Linked DNA regions of Zea mays: all the other regions are linked to region 2. Evidence: chromatin contacts called from public Hi-C data. All regions are on one chromosome and are shown on one strand. The core of a region is the stretch at or near the end of the contact, and the rest is flanking DNA. Distances in the headings are between cores, read along the strand shown. Region 1 holds the start of LOC100191729 (Cadmium/zinc-transporting ATPase HMA2). Region 2 holds the start of LOC103632144. Region 3 holds the start of LOC103633771 (pentatricopeptide repeat-containing protein At2g36240).

The links. Hi-C and Micro-C count contacts between places; a contact is called where the count stands out from the background.
Region 1: a Hi-C map of leaf mesophyll shows a contact between it and region 2, with 2.3 times the contacts expected there. The contact joins the promoter of LOC100191729 here to the promoter of LOC103632144 in region 2. A contact is called at or near these places in 2 of 25 Hi-C or Micro-C datasets (ear and leaf mesophyll).
Region 3: a contact with region 2 is called in a Hi-C map of ear, with 2.3 times the contacts expected there. The contact joins the promoter of LOC103633771 here to the promoter of LOC103632144 in region 2. A contact is called at or near these places in 2 of 25 Hi-C or Micro-C datasets (ear and tassel).

The regions. Positions count from the first base shown.
Region 1 is chr7:22,512,423-22,515,933 of Zm-B73-REFERENCE-NAM-5.0, forward strand. LOC100191729 (Cadmium/zinc-transporting ATPase HMA2) reads left to right here and starts at 1,427. Exons shown (of 6, transcript NM_001360049.1): 1 at 1,427-1,716; 2 at 1,810-2,424; 3 at 2,499-2,636; 4 at 2,743-3,076; 5 at 3,176-3,387; 6 at 3,503-3,511. The coding sequence starts at 1,467.
Region 2 is chr7:22,879,061-22,882,242 of Zm-B73-REFERENCE-NAM-5.0, forward strand. It overlaps LOC103632144, which reads right to left and starts at 1,391. Exons shown (of 2, transcript XM_008653978.3): 1 at 1-1,391. The coding sequence starts at 1,381. It overlaps LOC100271892 (sister of indeterminate spikelet 1), which reads left to right. Exons shown (of 10, transcript NM_001146067.1): 5 at 1,518-1,663; 6 at 2,107-2,151; 7 at 2,255-2,364; 8 at 2,448-2,587; 9 at 2,776-2,880.
Region 3 is chr7:23,143,410-23,146,495 of Zm-B73-REFERENCE-NAM-5.0, forward strand. LOC103633771 (pentatricopeptide repeat-containing protein At2g36240) reads left to right here and starts at 1,828. Exons shown (of 2, transcript XM_020541497.1): 1 at 1,828-1,871. The coding sequence starts at 1,828. It overlaps LOC100193488, which reads right to left and starts at 1,945. Exons shown (of 6, transcript NM_001416209.1): 1 at 1,606-1,945; 2 at 1,354-1,506. The coding sequence starts at 1,752.

The sequences.
Region 1 (3,511 bases), core at 177-2,676, 370 kb before region 2:
GAGAAGCTTCTTTCAGCAGATGCAACAGTAACAAGCAGAATAAATAATATTATATAAGCAATAGAGGCATTAGGATAACAATCCACATCTCTGGTATGCTCAAAAATCTCCATAGCAGACAATGTGCCGTTAGGCAAAGTAAACTTTAGAATATTCAATTTAGAAATCAAATCATTTAACTCAACATCACATGAACCATCATGAGAGAAAGTGTTTGCAAATTTAGTGTAACACTCTTTAAGTTCTCTATCATTTAGTGACCTTAGTTTGCTTGAGCTCAATAAAAAACCCGAATATACCTTTAAACATGGGGAGTTCTTCAAATCTAGTCCTCAAAGAAGTGCTCGCCATATCAACTAATACAAAAAATAGTTGACTTCAAAAGCTCTCTTATTTTCTAGAATTTCTTCATGGCAACTACTTTCATCAAATTGTTTCTTTCTCGCCGCTTTACGCTTTACTGGAAATGATGCATTTACACCAATATCATTTGCAATATCTTTAGCAATAGTTACCAGCGAGCAACGGCTAGGGATTTTGGGAATAGAATATATATATATATATATCTATTTGTGCCAGACTGGGGCCCTACTGACTTTGGAGGCCCTGAGCGGCGGCATACCCTGCCTACCCTCAGGGCCAGGCCTGAGGGGAGGAGAAAGGGGCATCGGTAAGGTTTGTTGCCACCGAGCCACCTCACAAGAGCGAGCATTGAAAGTGTGGTTTCTCACTCGGCTTATAAAATGAATTTATACAGATTATATGTTAGGTGTGTTGATATCGGACACAGCGACTAATTTAAATGAAGCACAAATCATTGCAAAGGTTTGAAATGTGTTTGAATAACTATCTCATTTAAATAAGATTTATCTATGTAGTATATAGAAACCGTAGCAATGCACGAGTAACTAACCAGTTTTACTATAAAAATAACGAAGGCATGTAAAAACATATGGATCATGCTCCGAGCCACGGCCTGGGTGCCTGGGATTGTATGCGCCACTGGGTGTGAATGTCTGTTTGAAACTAATAACCCCTGTTCAAACCCCCCACTTTGTGTGAAATTTAAGCTTATTTTTACCATTTAACATCGAGCCCGTGGAAACGCTGGGAGTGCATTATAGGAGCAGAGACTTATGAATTATATACTAGCAATTGTTTTTATACATCGAGGTAGAAAAATCAGTCAAAATTAAGCGTGTCCTTGTTCAAAATGATAAGATGGACGGAGAGTGCGTAGCATGCTAGCCGCGCGATCACACGGGCCACTTCATACGTTGATAGTTCATCTGATTATTATGGAGTGGCATTCCATGATATGATTCGAGGGTCTCCTCCCAAAATAGGAATTCAAGAGGCAAACCTGAAAACTCGGGACCGGGCCACGCCATGGATAAAGGAGCAGCCGGTGGCTAAATTTTTGGTTGGCCCCGCGGGCGCACGTCGTTTCCGCTCGCCCCCCTGCGATGCCGGGACCGGCCGTGGAGGCAGCGGCCAGGAGCGGCGGCGACCACCACGGCGGCTGCTGCGGGAAGGCGGCCGGCAAGTGGGAGAAGACGTACCTGGATGTCCTGGGCATCTGCTGCACCGCCGAGGTGGCGCTCGTCGAGCGGCTCCTGACGCCCATCCAAGGCGTGAGGGCGGTCACCGTCGTCGTCCCGTCCCGGACCGTCATCGTCGACCACGACACCGCCGCCGTCTCCCAGTTCCACATTGGTAACGAAAAAAAAAAACTCCTTCGACCCCCCCGGCCTACATATATATTACGATGAAATCGGAATCAATCTCTGTTGCACATTTCCGGACCAGTGAAGGTTCTGAACAAGGCGGGCCTCGAGGCCTCCGTCCGAGCCTATGGCAGCAGCGCCGGCGCCGGCGGGCGGTGGCCCAGCCCGTTCACCGTCGCCTGCGGCGCCCTGCTCGCCCTGTCCCTGCTCGCGCCGCTGCTCCCCCCGCTGCGGTGGCTGGCGGTGGCGGCGGCCTGCGTGGGCTCCCAGCCCATGCTGCTCCGGGCGTTCGCCGCGGCGGGCAAGCTGACGCTGGACATCAACATCCTGATGCTCATCGCGGTCGCCGGCTCCGTGGCGCTCGGGAGCTTCACGGAGGCCGGCGCCATCGTGTTCCTCTTCACCGTCGCCGAGTGGCTGGAGACGCTGGCGTGCAGCAAGGCCAGCGCCGGGATGCTGTCCCTCATGTCCACGGTGCCCAAGACCGTCGTGCTGGCCGAGACGGGGCAGGTCGTCGGCATGGGCGACGTCGCGGTCGGCACCGTCGTCGCGGTCAGGGCCGGCGACGTGGTCCCCGTGGACGGCGTGGTCGTCGGCGGGCACAGCGAGGTCGACGAGAGCAGCCTCACCGGCGAGTCCTTCCCCGTGCCGAAGCAGCCGCAGTCGGAGGTCTGGGCCGGCACCATCAACTTAGACGGTAATCCTCGGATCTGTTCATTTCCGAGCTTTATTCAGCAACAATGTCGATCCATCCATGTGGTGGTGTCGCAGGCTACATCTCCGTGAGGACGACGGCCCTCGCCGAGAACTCGACGGTGGCGAAGATGGAGAGGCTGGTGGAGGAGGCCCAGAACAGCCGGTCTCGGACGCAGCGGCTCATCGACTCGTGCGCCAAGCACTACACCCCTGGTACGCGGGCACGGTGACCACCGGAAACGACCGCGGTGTCAAAAACGCATAGAATCGGCATAGCAGTTCAGCAGAAGCAGTGTGGTTGTGTCTTTTGCATGTGCAGCCGTGGTCGTCCTCGCGGCGGGGGTGGTCCTCGTGCCCGCCCTGCTGGGAGCTCGCGACCTGGAGCTGGAGCATTGGTTCCGGCTGTCCCTGGTGCTGCTGGTGAGCGCGTGCCCGTGCGCGCTGGTGCTGTCCACGCCCGTCGCCACCTTCTGCGCGCTCCTGCGGGCGGCCAGGATGGGGCTCCTCGTCAAGGGAGGCAACGTCCTCGAGTCGCTGGGCGAAGTCAGGGTCGCCGCGTTCGACAAGACCGGCACCATCACCAGAGGGGAGTTCAGCATCAAGGACTTCCATGTGGTTGGGGACAAGGTTGAAATGAACCAGCTACTCTACTGGTAAGTATACACCAGCAGATGATTAAACTGTTGTTAACATACTGCTTCAGCAATAATTTGCTACTAATGAATCTCCTGCTCCTGCTCTCGCTCTCGCAGGGTATCTAGCATCGAGAGCAAATCAAGCCATCCAATGGCCGCTGCACTTGTCGAGTACGCTCAGTCCAAATCTGTACAGCCGAAGCCGGAGAACGTGACCGAGACCTGCATCTATCATGGCGAGGGCATCTACGGGGTGATGGATGGGAAACAGATCTACATTGGAAACGAAAGGATCATAGCAAGGTCCTCGTGTCGTCATCATCAACATGGTAAGCAAACACATTCCAGACCTTTTTGTTCACGCATTCTTGACCAACAGCTGAACTAACGGCTTCCTGGGTTGCGATTGCGACATGGCGACGAAACTTTCATCATGTACACAAGCTGGCCACC
Region 2 (3,182 bases), core at 141-2,640:
TCGCGTCGTGGGCAGTGCTGCTCCTGTCAACAATGGTCAGCCACGTTACCTTAGGTATGTCAGACGGGTTTCGCGCCCACGCCCACAGATTGAGCGTCGTAGCATCCTCCATTCGCAGCGACTGGGCTTCAACGTAGTCCAGCACACAGGACTTAGCCACCGCACGCTTGGCGATGCCATCGTTCCATGCGTGCAGAGGGATGCCTTCCAGGCACAGGCGCACGTGGGAGCCGAAGACGCTGTGGTCGCCGTGGACGGGGAGCTGCCACGGCCTGACGCGGATGTCGATGTTGTTGTAGGTGAAGTCGCGCTGCGCCACAGCCGTGTCCCGGTGATGCTGGTGTTCAAAGGTGACGAGGAAGTCCTCTGGATAGTGTCTCACCACCTTGATGTCTTCTTCGCGCATCCTGAACCTAGAGCAGAAAGCCCTTCTTACTGTGTTGGTGCTTGTCGCCGGTCGAACGCCGCCGAGCCAGGCCCATGCCGCGTGGGTGCTCAACCGCGCCAGCTCGCTGTCCATGTCCCGAGAGGACGCGGCAACAGCGAAAGTCTCCTGCGGGCGCTCCATGGGGTTGCCAGGCTTCACCATGTTGACTTGGCGCAGAGGAGGGAAGTTGACGTTGTCGAAGCAGGGAGGTGGTGGGAAGGCAGAGGGGGTAGAAGCAGCAGCACTAATCTTCTTGGGACATTGCCAGGCTCTGTGTCCAGGGCCGCCGCAGTTGAAGCATTTCAACGGATCCCTGCAATCAATGGCGTAGTGCCCTCTGGCCAGACATCGGAAGCATTTACCTCTCAGGCTTACCTTAAGATTTTTGTTGTCCAGATGGCGGAACCTTGAATGCTCGGTTGTTGGCTTCAATGAAGTCGCAGGCGAATTGAATCTCTTGCGGAGTCGCCGATGGACCGTTGTCCAGCCAGGCAAATCTTCAGCGCCGGATTCCGCGGATTTGCTGCGTTGAGGAGTGATGGGACGCAGGCCTGGGTATTGAAGTCGGTGGGTAGCAGTCCCATCCCGGCCGTGCGGAGTGATTTTCGTTGGAGCAGCAGACGCGTCAAAGCAGGAACGATGAGATTGGTCGGCGGACAGAGCTGATTCGGCGAACCTAACTCTCCTGGTGCAGGCGGCCTTAGCTGTCGACGAACCGGCGGCAGGCTTGAGGCAGGACCGCGTCGAAGAAGAAGTCCCGGAGTCAGATCTGGGAATGCGGGCGTCCGCGTCGAATGCTGGAATCTCCACCGAGGCAGGGTGGCTCTGGAGGATGGAGGCCTGATCAATGGGGTGATGGAGGGGTTGGGGTTGGTTTTCCGGCGAGCAGGCGGGGGGAGCGGCAGCGGCGGCAGGTGCGGTGCTAGCCGCCGCGAGGACGGGGAGAGCGTCCATTCCCTTTTTGAAGCAGGTAATCTGTCTGTGTAAGATGTGTGATGCTGTTTTTTTTTCAGTGTTTTGTGCTTAGCTGTTCTTCACGCGGCGCATGTGTGATTGATCGACCCTGATTGGTTAGCTTGTGTGCTCCTAGATGAGGAATTGGACTAAGGAGGAGTTTGTTCACATACTCCGACGTCAAAGCACTGGGTTTGCCAGGGGGAGCTCAAAGTACCGCGGTGTGACACTACACAAGTGTGGTCGGTGGGAAGCTCGGATGGGTCAGCTTCTCGGAAAGAAGTAAGTAATCTTGACACCTAGCTTTAGTCTAGTTATGGAGTAGCTCAGGCATTTTTCAATGAGGTGAACAAAAACTGTGCTCGGATGAACTGCTTGAACAGAAATTGGCAGTTAATATTGAGATGGAACATAGGTACTCCATGCTTGTAGCTTCTGTGGGGTCAAAAAAAAATGCAAAGCTGAGTGGTACAGTAATGTATTGGAAGGAGCATGTTATGCTTTCTTTAGCATTTCATCCTAACCGTTAACTCCCAAGAAATGGTTTGTTTAGCCCTGCATCCTTGTGTGAACACTAACTCTTAAGTTATCAATTAAAGGCTGCATTCTCCGATCTTGATTAGTCTGGTAATACAGTGATTGAAAACTGCAATCCACGTGCAGTATACTGGTATAGCTCTAAGTATCACTCTGTAAATTTACTAAGAGATGGTATTCATGTGCAGGTACATCTACCTTGGTCTATTTGACAGTGAAATCGAAGCAGCAAGGTTCAGTTAGCAGTATTGTGCACTTCTTTTAAATTTTTCGTATATTCATGGATGCTAACAACTTAAACTCTCACGCACTTTGATCTCTTTGTTGATTCTGTAGAGCGTATGATAGGGCAGCCATTCGCTTCAATGGACCGGATGCTGTTAGGAACTTTGATTCTGTTTCCTATGATGGAGATGTCCCACTTCCACCTGCAATTGAGAAAGATGGTACAATTGGACTATTGTACTTAGTTTTGCATGGCGTCCATTAGACGATCCTCTACAATCTCACTGGGATTAATTGTTCTTAGCAGTGGTTGATGGAGACATCCTTGATCTGAATTTGAGGATTTCACAACCTAACGTGCATGATCTCAGAAGTGATGGTACCCTGACTGGTTTTGGATTAAGTTGTAATTCTCCTGAAGCTTCAAGCTCCATTGTTTCTCAGGTAAATATAATACAACTTTATGTGTACAGCTTGAAGAGTTCTGATAGCAATTTGGCACCTTTATCACGTGATGCACGCCTAAGCCAGAAAATTCCAAGTTGGAAAGCTCAGTTTATTTGGTTCAAATTGTGCTAGGCGAGGTGGTATTGAACTCACTGGATCTTTTTTTTATTTATTTGGTGTTGTAGCCAATGGGCCCCCAGTGGCCTGTCCATCCTCACAGCAGATCGATGCGGCCCCAGCATCCACATCTGTATGCATCTCCTTGTCCAGGCTTCTTTGTGAACCTCAGGGTAACTCTTACGCTCATGTTTTTTTCGTGTTCTGTCATGGCAAAGTGTAGTTATAGTTACCACTGACTTTTGAACGCACAATTATGAAGCACTCATATAAATATTGCTAAAAGCTGTGCAGAATTTTTCTTATATCTAGTATTATGCTTTCACGTGCGACCTTTGACATTTACAACGTAGCTCAATTCGAGTATGTTGTTTCCTTGATGTTTAGTTTTTTTTTCTTCTTCTTCTTCCCCCGTGGACCGTGGTACATACATATTTCTCCATTCAAATAGTACTGTACCGTTCTTGAGGTGGAG
Region 3 (3,086 bases), core at 578-3,077, 260 kb after region 2:
CCTGAGGAAATCTCTGTCTGCTACTCTGCTCCAACTCTTCCCTGACCAACTGCTGAACAAGAACAGTCACTGACCAACTCCGGTGATCATCTCTGACGCCTGACCAACTCCGGCGGTCAAAAACTCAAGAAGATGAGTACCTCATCTAAAGGTACCGTTTCAGTTTGGCTTTGGTACTTTGGTTTCAGTTTAGAATTTTTTAGATCAACAACTCGCAGATGCAGATCCTTTTCAGTTTTCTCCTTGTTCATCTTAGTTCAGTTTCAGTTTGGACTTAACTTGTTCATTTTCAGTTTCAGTTTGGTACCTTGTCCATCCTTGTTCAGTTTCAAAAACCATCTTTTCTCCTTGTTCATCCTGCGCAGATATCAATGTTGAAGTTGAAGTCATTTTCCCTGGATCACTACTGCTAAATAACCTTTACTGTTTGTTTTTGTTTGATATCATACTTTGATTACCTACTGCTGTTGTGTTGTAGGTGTAGGACTGATGTCTGCTGTTTGGAGTTAATTATATAGTATATAACTATACACTATAGTGTATAACTGTATATAACTATATAGGATGACTAGGACAACCAGGTGGCCGACCAGTCACCGATTAATCGTCCCGGTCGACGTCCTAATCGCGATTAATCGCCTAATCGGTCACAGATCACGACCTGCCAACCAGGCGATTTGAAAACCATGCTGTGAACACTAAAATGAATGTTACAACTTGGTCACACAACTATAGACTACATAGAAATAGAATACCACTTTTTTCAAAGGAATCATGTCATGCTCATGCTAAGTGCTAATGGATCAATTCCATCATATAACTTCCATCGTACACTTGGGCTCATTAAGCAGCTAATGCTAACACTCTAAAATCATATACACAGTTCATGTATTGCCAGCAATCAGGATAGCAAGACCCTTTTTGCGTGGAAGGTTGGAAGTATGACAGCCATATATCTATACACTGTTCTTAAGGCGTCGCCTAGGCGTCCGGGCGGTGGTCTAACGCCTAGGCGCATTGTCCGCCTACCTCGCCTAGGCATCCAGGCGGTGGTCCAACGCCTTAGACCGCCTTACCGCTTTAAAAACCATGGATCCATATGACCATAACTGTCAAGTCAGTTCTTCAAACTTCAAAGAAAGCCTAAGAAAAAGGGAAAGCTTTGGACGCAAAACGGTTCTTGTTAAAACTTTAGAACTGTCATTCCTCCATTCAAAAAAAAAACTTTACAACAAACAGCTAAGACAAATCGACAAACATAGGGCTGCTAGATTCATTCAAATAACACAGTAGAACTGAACCTATTGCCAAATTGCTGATTGAATTGCCAAACAACAGAAGCATGGGCAGCACCTGGACATCCTCGATGGTGACGCCGGAGTCAAGGTTGGAGATGTGCAGCTTCGTTCCCGTCTCAAGCGACCTTGCTTTGGCCAGCGGGGGCGGCGCTATCGCGGCGATGTGCTTGGAGTAGACCCCGTAGGGCGAGTCGGCGGCGGCACGGGCCTGGGAGGGACGAGCGGGCACAGGCCGGCGGCGGCGGCGTTAGGGTTTTCTGGTGGAGGGAACCCGGGGCAAGGAGGACGCAGGGCGCACGCGGTGTACCTTGGGAGCGGCCGGTGGGTAGGGCGCGGCGCGGGCGGGGTGTGGCGCGCGGCGGGCAGGCCCCGACAAGGACGCCGGGCTGTCCTTGGGTCGGGACTTGGACTGCTTGATGAGGTCGTCCAGGGACATGTCCAGGCCGCCCGACATGGTCTCCGGCAGCTGGAGGGAAACTGGTCCTACGGCGGGGAATATCCGAGACGACGGCGAGGCCTCTGTGATGTGATGGCGGCGGCGGCGGCGGCGCGTTCCGTGGGCGGGCGACTTGGGTGCGTCGAGCTCCCCTTCCTCCGCACTCGGAGCGAGCGAAAGGGGTTCACGTCACATGAAATAGGGTTTTGGTGCCAAAAGAATAGTAAGCTATCTATACAAAAAAGAAAAGAAAATACAACTACTTGATACGGAAAATATGGAGAGAAAATTCCTTACTAACCACTGAAATCTACAGCCATTCCATATGGAGAGAAAATATGGACAGCAACATTTAAAAAACGGACAGCAACATTTAAAAAACGGATATGGACAACATATAGGTTCATCCATTAGAATATCAATATTTATAGGTTCAAATAATAAACTGGTTCAGATTTACATACCAAACTCGTGCAGTTCACATAACACATAACAAACAAACCATATTATCCATAACTGTTATCATAACACCACACATAAATGCAGCTTCTCTAAGTGTAGACTTAGCAAAACACACAATAGTGGATGTCTTGCATCTAGTTTTCTTTTTGCCCTGGTGTGTGAGGCATAGCTTTGTCTTTTGAGGTGTCTTGCTTCTAGTAGACACTAGCTAGGTGTCTGTGCTTTGCTACGATATATATACATCACTAAAGTAGACATTGTTTAAATGGTATAGTTGATCAAACATGTTCCAAATCTTTACCATGAGTAGTTAAAAGTCTCGAACAGCTTGTGAGGATGGTGGCGGCAAGGTTCATCTCGTGTTCTTGCGAATTTAGGTCTCACGGGCATGGTGGGTGGCGGCGACACGACGGGTGCCCGTGCCACAATAGGTGCCCAACCACGACGTCCTTCTCCATGTACCTAACTAATATCAAATTTACCAAATTAAAAATTTGTGTACAGCTCTGAGGTGTTGATATCTGGTAGTCATGTCTACACAACTCATCGTCTTGCTTGCGCCGATGTCTGCCTATACGAGCGCATCATTGGTCCAAAGGAATCAGGCCTGCTGGACGCCCTTAGCTCGACACGATTTTAGTCGGCTCAATCTCGGCACGGTCCAACCCGATTTTCCCCCTATTTATCTATTAAAAATCTCTATATTATACTTGAGTATATGTTGAGCTTCATTTTGAGTGGGCGGACGGTCCGGCCCTGAGGCCGGACGGTCCGCGGTCCGGACAGTCCGCGCCTATGGGCCGAACGGTCCGCGCATGCGCAGAGCAGTTTAGGGTTCCGAGTTTTGTGCTATGTTTGTTGGCTAGATTTGCGGAATTAGCTCGGAATCC